Linked DNA regions of Sus scrofa: all the other regions are linked to region 2. Evidence: chromatin contacts called from public HiChIP or PLAC-seq data. All regions are on one chromosome and are shown on one strand. The core of a region is the stretch at or near the end of the contact, and the rest is flanking DNA. Distances in the headings are between cores, read along the strand shown.

What was found. HiChIP or PLAC-seq counts read pairs in DNA pulled down with a chosen protein or histone mark.
Region 1: an H3K27ac HiChIP or PLAC-seq map of skeletal muscle shows a contact between it and region 2. The contact joins two enhancer-like sites. A contact is called at or near these places in 5 of 47 Hi-C or Micro-C datasets (embryonic fibroblasts, fetal heart ventricle, heart right ventricle and 1 more) and 1 of 2 datasets of contacts at active chromatin or transcription factors (skeletal muscle).
Region 3: an H3K27ac HiChIP or PLAC-seq map of skeletal muscle shows a contact between it and region 2. The contact joins two enhancer-like sites. A contact is called at or near these places in 5 of 47 Hi-C or Micro-C datasets (embryonic fibroblasts, heart right ventricle and liver) and 1 of 2 datasets of contacts at active chromatin or transcription factors (skeletal muscle).

Annotation. Positions count from the first base shown.
Region 1 is chr15:54,684,302-54,687,798 of Sscrofa11.1, forward strand. All of the region lies in intron 1 of RBPMS (RNA-binding protein with multiple splicing), which reads right to left. Among named protein-coding and RNA genes, the nearest start is that of RBPMS, 39 kb to the right of the region's middle. Within about 2 kb of position 1,645, at least 3 of the 83 cell types and tissues checked have an H3K27ac peak or open chromatin away from gene starts, as enhancers often do. A contact at or near this core is called in liver, where this site is marked.
Region 2 is chr15:54,610,906-54,614,936 of Sscrofa11.1, forward strand. The region is part of intron 4 of RBPMS (RNA-binding protein with multiple splicing); the gene reads right to left. Among named protein-coding and RNA genes, the nearest start is that of RBPMS, 110 kb to the right of the region's middle. Within about 2 kb of position 1,791, at least 39 of the 83 cell types and tissues checked have an H3K27ac peak or open chromatin away from gene starts, as enhancers often do. A contact at or near this core is called in liver and skeletal muscle, where this site is marked.
Region 3 is chr15:54,542,350-54,546,312 of Sscrofa11.1, forward strand. The region is part of intron 8 of RBPMS (RNA-binding protein with multiple splicing); the gene reads right to left. Among named protein-coding and RNA genes, the nearest start is that of SMIM18, 79 kb to the left of the region's middle. Within about 2 kb of position 1,497, at least 28 of the 83 cell types and tissues checked have an H3K27ac peak or open chromatin away from gene starts, as enhancers often do. A contact at or near this core is called in liver and skeletal muscle, where this site is marked.

The sequences.
Region 1 (3,497 bases), core at 395-2,894, 73 kb after region 2:
ATTTATTTTACTTTCATTTATATTAAACCACAAACAAAATATGGGCTCAATCACCTCATAGAAGTCATTGCTTTGGGACCACATGAAATTCATGACTTCTCAGATATTTTATTCTTGAAGTAACTCATTCTTGGAAATCATCACTTAGATAACATGTACAATGACAAGGCTTACATGTACAATGGCAAAAAATCAGAACATGGGAGTTCTAGGTCAAGTCAATAATGACAATGAGTCAATTATAATTAGAACGGCTATCATGAAATAAACTCCTATTGTATCTTAATTGACTCATTCCTATGCATACACTATCTCATGTAATCATTCCCACGATCCTGCAATGGCAGGTATGATTACCCCTGATTTACCAAGGAGATCAATGAGATTCATTTTGCCCAAAGATAATGCCTCAATGTTCAAGTCTGGCTTGAAACCCAGGCCTGTCTCACTGTAAAGCCTGTGACTCTCTGCTGTGCCATGTTAAGAAGTGACTTCCAATCCCATTTCTCTAGGACGTTTCCAACTGGTTGGAAAGGTATACACATTGAGAAATGGTAGGCTCACTGCAACAACAAGGGCTGAGAAGCCAGGCCGTCCAGGTTTAAGAGTCCTGACTGTGGAGTTGCCATTGTGGCTCAGCGAAAACTAATCTGACTAGAATCCATAAGGACACAAGTTTGATCCCTGGTCTCGCTCAGTGGGTTAAGGATCCAGCATTGCCGTGAGCTGTGGTGTAGGCTGCAGATGCAGCTCAGATCTGGCATTGCTGTGGTGTAGGCCAGCGGCTGCAGCTCTGATTCAACCCCTAGCCTGGGAACCTCCACATGCTGCTGGTGTGGCCCTAATAAGACCAAAAAAAAAAAAAAAAAAAAAAAAGTCTTGACACCATCACTCACTGGTTCTGAATAACCAGAGCACACAGAATAGAGAAGTATTATGAGAGGCTTAACAGGGCAAATTTTAAGAAATGAAGTCTTACTGAATTAGAGTTATTCATAAATCATCACCCTTAAAATTCACAGGAGAGTATAATCTTCCCATGGAACCTGATAAATCATTCCAAATAACATGACAATTCTAGGGAGACAAAGGAAAAAAAAAAAAAAAAAAAAAGGTCACCACCACCCCCAAAAGTGAGATTTTAGAATCCCAACATGGAGAACTCTCGCTCTTGCCTCCCTTGTGGTGTTTATTTTGTTTCACAATTAAGTGACCACTGGAAGAATAAGTTTTTTCAAAGTTCTGGAAAGTCATCTTAAATTAGGCCCCGGAAAGAAATGGAATCTCTTTTAGTAATGACTCTTGTTTTCTTTGAAAGTTCATGTTTGGGTCAGCCAAGTTTTAAACGGTAAAATTATATTGCTGTGTTGTTATTCAAGTTTGGGGGTGGGGTGGGGGTGAGGCCGCTAGCTATTTGGATCCTGTAGGACAGCTTATCTGCTTTCTATACTCAAAGAAGGGTCTATTCTTAGGCGAAAGACATCATCATCCTAAGCTTGCACTGGATTTCTACTGAACATTCCACATGAGAAGACTCAAGAAAAATCGAGCTCTCCAAATAAAGGCTGTCTTCACAGCTTGTATGATTTTTCTTGGGTCCACAGAATGTCCAAGCTCAAGAGTTTTCTTCTTCTTGTTTTCCTATGTTGCAATATAACCAGAGAGAAAACAATTGTGTAAGGATTTTTTTCCCCATTTTAGTCTGTACCTTGTTCTAACAAGAAAAAAGCCACAAATAATAAAAATATTTTAAACTACCGCTAAGTTACAAATGAGCCAGAAGCCTTATGCGGTTTTATTACAATAGCTGCTACCCTGATCTTAAACTATTAGTCATATAAATTTGCATACCGCACTCTCACACTATTAACGACGCCTATCTAATTCTAATATCACCATCGTCTTTTCATATAGCTACCTCTATGGAGGTAGTCTTTGCAGTCACAGGAACTAAGGAAATGGTTGTGTTGACAGGAAGGCAAAACAGGTAAGGACACAAGTTAAGGCAATCATCCTCAGCGGATAAGGAAAACACTTCACTCCAGGAAGGATTTAAGTAGCCCTTGGCCCCACTGTCCACAAGGGACATCAGAAGTCATGACTGCCTTTGTAGTCAGTGCTGTCATTACCACATCAGAGGTCCTGGTGAAGATTTCTTAAGAGTAAAAAAATATATATATACACATACATACACACACACATACACAAATGAGATGCAGGGCTAAGGCGTCTGCAGGCTTCCATCTAATCAAAGACCCAGGACATCTTATCAGATAAAGGAGTGAAACATCATTACATTTTGATCAGAGTCACTTGAAACACCTATACGATTATCTGTCAAACTAAAGACTGTTTCTAAAGAAAATGATCTTTGGGAGTTAAATCAAAAATGTTAAAACTCTTAACAGACCCATATGATCAGTAGGAAGTATGCTGATAAGTACCATTACTGAACGAGAGAAGAAAGACTGCGAGTCAATGGAGTAGGCCTTGTTCATTTTCATACCACTTTAACTTATATATTAAAAATAAATTGGAGTTCCTTGGTGGCCTAATGGCGAAGGACCAGGCATCTGTCATGCTATTGTATGGCTTCCATCCCTGGCCCAGGAACTTCCGTGTACCACAGGTGCTGCCCCTGCAAAGTAAATCATACTCACAAATAATTATCCTGTTGCAGTGCAATAAACTGCTTCACTTTTCATCATTTTCATTAAGAAAAGGGCCTTGTTTTTCTTTAAATTTAAGAAGCTTGCCCAATGCCCATCACAGAGTAGACACTTAATGTATCTTTTTGGAACAGACAAAATATAAGAGGTGTTTTTAAAATTCATGGAACTTTCATCCATATCTAAAGAAAGTAGATGAAGATGAGACAGAGGCTATATAACTTTTGGCCTTTAGGAGAAACTGCACAACACGGTGTTTAGTCCATGTCCGTCAAAGCTATCCATTTATTCTCACACACAGATAAAAGGGTGACTGCATTATTCTGCCCTCCCCAGTTAGTAACATAGATAGCTACCAGGAAATCAGACACTGGTCTCTCCAGACAACATTTAACCAGTCATTTAAAAATGCTGTCATTACTGCATTCCTCTTCTCTGGGAGGATATACTTTGTTAATGTACTTTGGGGGAATGAATCAAAAATTACTCAATTCACTAAGATGGTTCTCAGAGTTCCAGCTGTGGGTTAAGAATCCAACTGCCATGGCTCGGGCCACTATGGTGTGGGTTCAATCCCCTCTTTGTGCAGTAGGGTTTTTTTTTTTGGTTTTTTTTTTTTTTTTTTTTTGTCTTTTTGCCTTTTCTAGGGCTGCTTCCATGGCATATGGAGGTCCCCATGCTAGGGGTCTAATCGGAGCTATAGCTGCCAGCCTACGCCAGAGCCACAGCAACGCAGGACCCGAACCGCGTCTGCGACCTATGCCATAGCTCACGGCAACGCTGGATCCTTAACCCACTGAGCAAGACCAGGGATCGAACCTGCAACCT
Region 2 (4,031 bases), core at 541-3,040:
CAGTTTCATAATGGTGAAACATGTATTCTGAGTTACTAAGTAGACAAGAACTAAACAGAGTTTTTTGTTTGTTGTTTTTGTATTTTGCTTTTTTAGGGCTGCACCCACAGCATATGGAAGTTCCCAGGCTAGGGGTTGAATTGGAGCTACAGATACTGGCCTACACCACAGCCACAGCAACAAGGGATCCAAGCCGTGTCTGCAACCTACACCACAGCTCGAGGCAACACCGGATCCTTAACCCACTGAGTGAGGCCAGGGATTGAACTCTTGTCCTCGTGGTTACTAGTTGGTTCATCACCGCTGAAACACAACAGGAACTCTCTTTTCCAAGTTCCATGAAATGAATGCGTATTGCATTTGGCAAAGGGAGTGAGGGGGAGTGGAGGAAGGAAGAAGACACATTTCTGAAAGGTACTCAGTCCAAGCCCATGCCCATAAGGGGCCCTAAAGCCTGTTTGTTTCTTTCTTTTCTCTTTCTCTTTTTCTTTTTTATCTTGGAGAAAAAGAGCAATTTCCACAAGAAATGAATAAGACTCTCTTACTCTGTAGACCTAGATGAACAACTCAGCTCCAAAGATGGGAGGAAGAGCCTGTGACTTGATGCTAATGGCAAGAGAAGTAAGGGATGGGGGGAGAGGGAGGAGAGGCCCCTCAGTGGGCACGAGAGCCATGGGACCCACAGATGTTCTGATGTGGGTGGAATTTCTTTGTGAACCAGATCTCTCCACTTTCTAAGAACAAACCAATTGAAGGCAGCAAAACAGGTGAGGTTGGACAAGAAGAAGAACCCTCTGTGCAGGCCTAACCAATGACAAAAAACTGAAAAGAGGGTGCCAGCTGTATGACATCTAAGAAGAAATTCTTTCTTTTTTTCCCCTGCTTTTCAGCATGACACCCACAAGATATAGAAGTTCCCAGGCTAGGGGTCAAATTGAAGCTGCAGCTGCTGGCCTACACCACAGCCACAGCAATGCAGGATCCAAGCCATGTCTGTGACCTACACATCAACTCATGGCAACACCGGATCCTTAATCCACTGAGTTAGGCAAGGGTTCAAACCCGAGTCCTCATGGATAATAGCTAGATTCATTTCTGCTGCTCCACAAGAGGCAGTCCAGAAATTCTTTAACTGGTCTGTTTTTTTGTTTTTTGCTTTTTAAACTTTTTTAGAGTCTAGTTGATTCATAATGTTGTGCCAATTTCTGCTGTAGAGCAAAGTGACCAAGTCATCCATACATATACATTCCCTTTGTTATATTATCTTCCATCATGGTCTCTCCCTAGAGCCAGTTTTCTTTTAATTTGGGAAACCTCAGTCTCATCTCGCTGAAAATGTGTATCAGGGGACAAGAGCGAGCAGCCTACTGAGGCAATGTTTGCATCCATCCACTTCCACTAAGAGCCTTTCACTCTATCAAAGCTAATATCACAACACAGTACATATTTCCAAATATGGATCTGAAGAGCTGTCGTCTTTGTTGGGAGACAAGTGAACTCCCCGGGCGTCATTTAAAGGTACCCTGTGGAGGGACATGCCTATTTCTGTCACATCCAACTACACAGCAATGACCTGCGATGGATTTCGGGGTGTCCTCCCTGGCACTTAATGCCATCATCCTTCCTGGGACTTCCCAACCCTGAGCTCACATCAACGTTAGCGCCATGGGTAACGGTGGACCTCTGGAGTTTCTAATCAGAGCAGGAGGCTGCACATCTGAATTCCATGCCTCAGCTCTTTCACTGACTCGCCAGGGTTGACCCAGGCTCCACGCCACGTGCTTGCAGCTTACACAACCTGGCCTCATGACTCAGGTCCTAAAACATGCTTAACTGAGTCGCTCCCACTACCCAGTACCCCTCCTCCCCGTTTGAGCTAAAATAACATCATCATCGTGTTCCAAATCAAAGTTCCAGCTCCTTATTAAAAAAAAAAAAAAAAAGAGTTAAAATGACCTAATTTGTTTGGCAGCTTATTCAGAGGCTGGAGGCTTAGAATACAAGGCACATTCCTCTAACATCTTTAGCAGCAACACCATATTTGGTAATCAATATCCTGCTCAGCTTGGTTTCTATCCAGAGGGATTAGCCAAGCCAAAAACATTTTCAATGTTGAAGGATGATGAAGAGGAGGCAGAGGGGGGCAGGGGTAGGGAAAACATGGAAGTAAAGAGGAAGAAAAGTGAGGAGAAAGATGAAAAAGGGAAAGACAGATAAGGAGGAGACATGAAAAAACAAACCTCCTCCCCCAACTCTTGTGCTTTTAATTAAAGTCTAACAAGATTATTAAACGCTGTCAGGCTAAGATTACTACCGTGTCAGAGGGGGAATCTGTACCTTTCAAAATCAACTTTTTCCTTGCTTGCCTACAAACCCACCAAAACCGTTCTTATGAATGACGAACTGCAACTTTTCCAACTGGAAATGGTTTTATTTCCTTCCTTTAAATGTTTTATTAACTGAAGTGAAGGTGATTTACAATGTCGTGTTAGGTTCAGGTGGACAGCAGGTTACTTCCTTGGTGTCCAGAAAGGAGTTTCTGGTTGTTGGTTTGAGAACAGTAAGTTATTCAGAAGCAGACCAATCTGACTGGCTATAGGAATAGATGGCCTCAAACTCTGTGACCAAACCAACAGAAGTTCACTGTGATCTGCAAAGGCCAACCTCCCTACCTAGGGTGAATACTAGGAGACAGAAAGCCTTGAGTCTACTACACTTAAAAAGCACACCAGGGCAGATCCATATATTGATGTGTTTTGGACTGAATGTTCGTGTTTTCCCCAAATCCACACATTGAAGCCCTAACCCCAGACATAATGCTATTTGGAGGTGGGCCCCCTAGGAAGGGATTAGTGCCCCTGAGAGAAGAGGAAGAGGCAGTAGGGATCTCTGTCCTCAGGGCACAAGTCAAGCCCAGGCCACAAGAGAACACAGTCAGAGGGTGGTGGTCTCCAAGCCAGAAAGAAGGTCTGCTGGAAACTTCACCTTGGACTTACTGGCCCCCAGAACCAAGAGAATTAATGTTTAAGACAACTTAGGAGTTCCGGTGTGGCACAGCAGAAACAAATACAACTAGGAACCATGAGGTTGTGGGTTCAATCCCTGGCCTTGCTTAGTGGGTTAAGGATCCAATGTTGCTGTGAGCTGTGGTGTAGGTCACAGATGTGGCTTGGATCTGGCATTGCTGTGGCTGTGGTGTAGGCCTGCAGCTGTAGCTCTGACTGGACTCCTAGCCTGGGAACCTCCATATGCTGCGAGTACAGCCCTAAAAAGCAAAAAAAAAAAAAAAAAAAAAAAAAAAAGACAACCTGCCTGTGGTACTTGTTACAGCAGCCAGAGCTAAGACACCCTGCTAACATGATTTTTGTTCCTGTGCCATAGTTCCTAAAAGAGCTTAAAAGAGTCTTTCTAAACTTTCTGTAGTCTCATACAGGTAAATCTCCCCTTCTCTATCAACCCCATCCCCAACCTCACCTGTGTCCTCACTGCAAGGAACTCAAACCATGGGAAAGGTTTTATTCAACAACCCTTGTTGATATAAGTGATCACTAGAAGTCTCAATAATTCAACCTCAAAAGCTACAGAGAGCAATTACAGACTTGAAGGAAAATTCAAACTCTGCATTTGCATATGGTAATCCTCTAAAGTCAAATTGGGTCAAATTGCATTTAGGACTCTGTTGAGGCAATTTTTAAAAATCTTTTTATCCGGAGTTCCCATTGTGGTGCAACAGGATCACTGGCCCAGCACAGTGGGTTAAGGAGCCGGCCAAAGGTTGAAAGTGTCGCTCGGATCTGATCCACGGACAGGGAACTCCATATGTCAGCAAAAAAAAAAAAAAAAATCTTTTTATCCTTTTTCCTAAAATTAAGTCAAGCTTAAGAACTACTTGTAAATAGAAAATCTCATCTCAAATTTTTAAAAAAATTAAAGTACAGGTGATTTACAATGTTGCACCAATTAGAACATCTTGAACAGAGAATTTCTGTGTTGTGGACTTGAACCCCTTAAGGCAAATTTGTGTAGGAAAC
Region 3 (3,963 bases), core at 247-2,746, 69 kb before region 2:
AAGGTCTGGCCCGTGGCCCTCTGGCTGCCACAGGTGGCTCCCCCAGCTCCCTCCCAGTCTCTGTCAACAGAAGAGGGAAACCAGCTTCGGGAACAGGAGACAAGGCCAGTTTCCTTCCTCCACACCCTGGGCTTGTCAGGCCTAGAGTGACAAGTTCTCTGTCATCTCAAATTTGGCCACGTACCAGCAACCCAAACTGTACGTTGATTCCGGGAAATAGTTTCTGAGGAACAGCAGTTCCCACTTTGGGACAGTTCAACAGGGACAGCACCGGGCAGCTCCTGGGCTCTGGGAACCTAAGAGACCTGGCAGCCACCAGCAGCCTCTTACAGAGCAGGGCCTGGGAGGGTCATCCTGGAAAGTGGCTGAGACTGGGTGTGGTGACTCCACACTGTGACCAAAGGCCTGAAACCAAAGCTGCCCCACCTTCAAGGACTGCATGAGCAGGCGAGGAACACTCCACCTTCCACAGCTGGACCATCTGGGTAAGGACGGACACGGCTGTACAGTCCCCCCTGGCCCTGGCTGGGTAAGGAAGGGCCAGGCCGGCTGGGCCTGCTTGCTCTGAGCAGGGATCAAAGGCTATCTCTGAGCAAGCGCAGGTTACCAGCTCTGGCTGCTTTGTGGTTCCACAGATCCCAGGCTGTTCTCCCCATTCTGATCAGCTTTGCCCTGGATGTTTCTGCCACCACCTCAAAGGCAACACCTCTGTACCCAGACTCTCCAGCTTCCCTTCCCACGGCTCTGTCCCTGACACGAATCTGCACCCTCTGGTCACTCTACCTTCCTGACACTGGTGTCACGACCTTGGTTTGCTTCTCCTGTTTTGTGCTTCCTCTTGACTCTCCCTGCATTACGCTTTGGGCAGCAAGATGAGACTCCTAAAGCATCTCCCTTGACCTTGCTCACATCTCCAGTGCCTCCCCAAGACCCTCAGCTTCGTCATGATCCATAGGAACATGCTGGCCCTATTCCTGCCTCCTCCCTTGTGTGAGGAGATACTCAGAACATGCAAACCCTACTATTCCTCACAACCCAGTTGAAAACCCCACTTCCTCAGACCTTTCTCGACCCTTCAGCCTATGGGCTTTCTCCTCTCAGCTCTTACAAGGAGCTCTCACTGTCCAGGCCACACCTGGGCTTTCTCAAGGATTACCTTGATTATTTTTCCCTCAAGGCTATCTCTGCCTCCCTCTACTCCAACTTACTCACTTGCATGTAGCAAAAATGCAGGCACTTTGACAAATGAAACAAGAGCGATGTGGATTGCCTGCCTGGATAAAACCTGGGCTGGGCTGAGAGCTTGGGGGGCTGTGCCCAGGGGCCATGTGGGCCCTGCTCACCGGCCTGAGGGCGGCCTCTCCAGAGAGCTGATCCCGGGCATGGGATGGTGCCTCCAGCTCTCCCATAAGCCACCCACCTGACTTCATGGTACTCTGGGCCTCCAAGCAGAGAAAGGTGGACAGGGCCGGTCAGTCTTGGCTGAGTGCAAAGACTGATCTTTGGGACTGAAAAAGATCAGGGAAGGGGGTGTGAGTCGATGGCTTCCTGAGCTTTTCCATAACTGTGCTGGGTGAGTGCAGTTCTCACATGGGAAAAGAATGCGTGTGCACTGCCACAGATGTTCCAGACCGAACAGAAGGTCAAAATGTGGCTATTTCAGTCCCTGTAAACAAGGAAAGGGGTTTAGCTAGGAACGGAGTTCAAACCCTGGAATGTATTAACAAGGACATTTTAAACAGAATGCGAAGACATCCGGGAAGAGAGCACTGTGGGGGGTGGGGGAGGGCTAGGCTCTGTTGAGAGAGGCAGACTCTCCTCACAACCTTTCCCAAAAGGGGGTCAACTAGGGCATGCATGTGACGTGATAAACAAGGGAACAAAATGTGTATAAAGTCTGGTCTGAAACAGGTCACAACTGTCCCCATTTGAAGACAGAATGTGGCCCCTTGGTACTTGGGGACAGCAGCTACTGGGCAGGGGTCGAGGTGCTGGCTGCCTGCAGTGGGGGTGGGGGAGCAATGTGGAGACAGGACAGGCTGCTCTTGCCTGACACAAGGCCGTAAGTTGGTGCATTAGAGTCTGTTTATGCCAGCAATAAAAAAAATCCTGTTTCCCCCCATTCCATTGACACATACTTGACCTATTTACTAATAATTTCTTCCCCAAGAGCTTCTCTTAACATTTATTCATTTTTACCAAAAGTCAGGTAAGGAATATTTCTTTCCACCCAAATCCCAATAAACGTGGGGCATCCTATGACTAAGGTTTTTAGTAAGAGTGGTTTGGTTTTCATTTTATACCTGTCAGCTTGATTTTTAAGAAAACAAATGCTAGTATTCATTTGTAATAAAAAAGCTTATTAGTAAAAAGGTTCAGTCTATGAAGCCTCCAGGGAACAGCCTTCAGTAGGTAGGCAGAAAATCCTCCCTATTCTAACGCTGCCGCCCCACCCCCACCTCCACCCCACCCCCAGAGTTTCTTGTGTGGATCCCAGCCCCCACCCTCAGAAGGCCCCACCTTGGGGCCAGACATCCTCATCACTGCCCAGGCCTGTCTCCAGAAGCAGTGTCCTCTGACTTGGGATCTGGGGAGAGAAAAGCCTCCTTCACTCTTAGGACCAGTGAGTGGCCCTGGAATTGGCGAGCCCCACTGTGAATAAGGCTGGGACTGAAGACACTCTCCCCACTACTGGTTCCCCACGCCCCAGGACCTTGCGCCCTAGGGCCACGCTGCTGTTATCCTTCCCTGGGTCAACAGGCCCTTACACTGACTTTTGTTGCTTCCTAGCGGGGTTAAGGCCTGGGTTGATTTACTGGATTCTAAAAAAAAAATATATATATATATATATATATCACTAACCTGCTTCCAAAATACTGTATAGGTAGCTTTTAATTGGTCCTTCAATTCCACAGAGGAGAGCGGAAGGCAAAAACAATTTTAAACAGTGCTGCTGAGTGGTGCCATGAATTAGAATATTGTGAGCATCGTTATTCAGCACCATGACTGAAGGAAAACCTGACTAATTAGAAAGCAGGCTGCAGGACTAGCAGGATAGCTGCTGGCTGCCCTGTGTGATGTGGAAGAACATGTGCTTGTTGGTAAGTCTGCCTGTCCAGGCAGAGAAGCCCGGATGAGGCCCACGCCTGCACCTCTGGAGGGCACTGAGAAGTGTGTTCCGAGCACCAGATTATTTACCCAAATGTGGTAATAACCTCCTAGGCCCAACTGCCTGGTTCTCTGTCCTTAGCAGGAATCTTGTTCTTGTTCTGACTCATCTTTCTTTATAGGCCCTTCAGAGGGATGAAATCTGCCACCTTATTTGGGCTGAGACCTAACTGCTGTTGGCCTGCGCCTGGCATTCCTGCTGTTCTAGGTCAAGCTTTCCAGAGACTGGAAGCCCCACATGGTGCCCAGCAGGCGGGTCACCTCTGGGGACGCTGCCTCAGTGTTCTGAGACCACGCTTCCTGCTAGAAGTGGACAAACTGAGAAGTGACAGCTGGTTATCAATGGAAAAGACAAGTCACCAAAATCTTCCACCACTAGAAAAGCCCTGCAGTTTAGAGGAATCCAGTGAGACTCCATTACAACTCAGTCATGCCCCAGGGCAGTCCCCCTATTTCTGAAGAGAAAAATGCCTCCAAATCATCAAGTAAGGGCACTCTACCCAGTATAATTGGATTAATACATCAAAAAGACAAGACATACTATGCAGATTTCCACCAAAATGGTTTTAAAAAAAGGGGGTGGGGGAGATCCTATTGTGGTGCAGCAGAAACAAATCTGACTAGTATCCATGAAGATACGGGTTCAAGCTTTGGCATTGCCGTGAGCTGTGGTATAGGCTGCAGACGTGGCTCAGATCCTACATTGCTAGGGTTGTGTAGGCCAGCAGCTGCAGCTCGGATTCAACCCCTAGCCTGGGACTTTCCATAGGCTGTGGTGTGGCCCTAAAAAGAAAA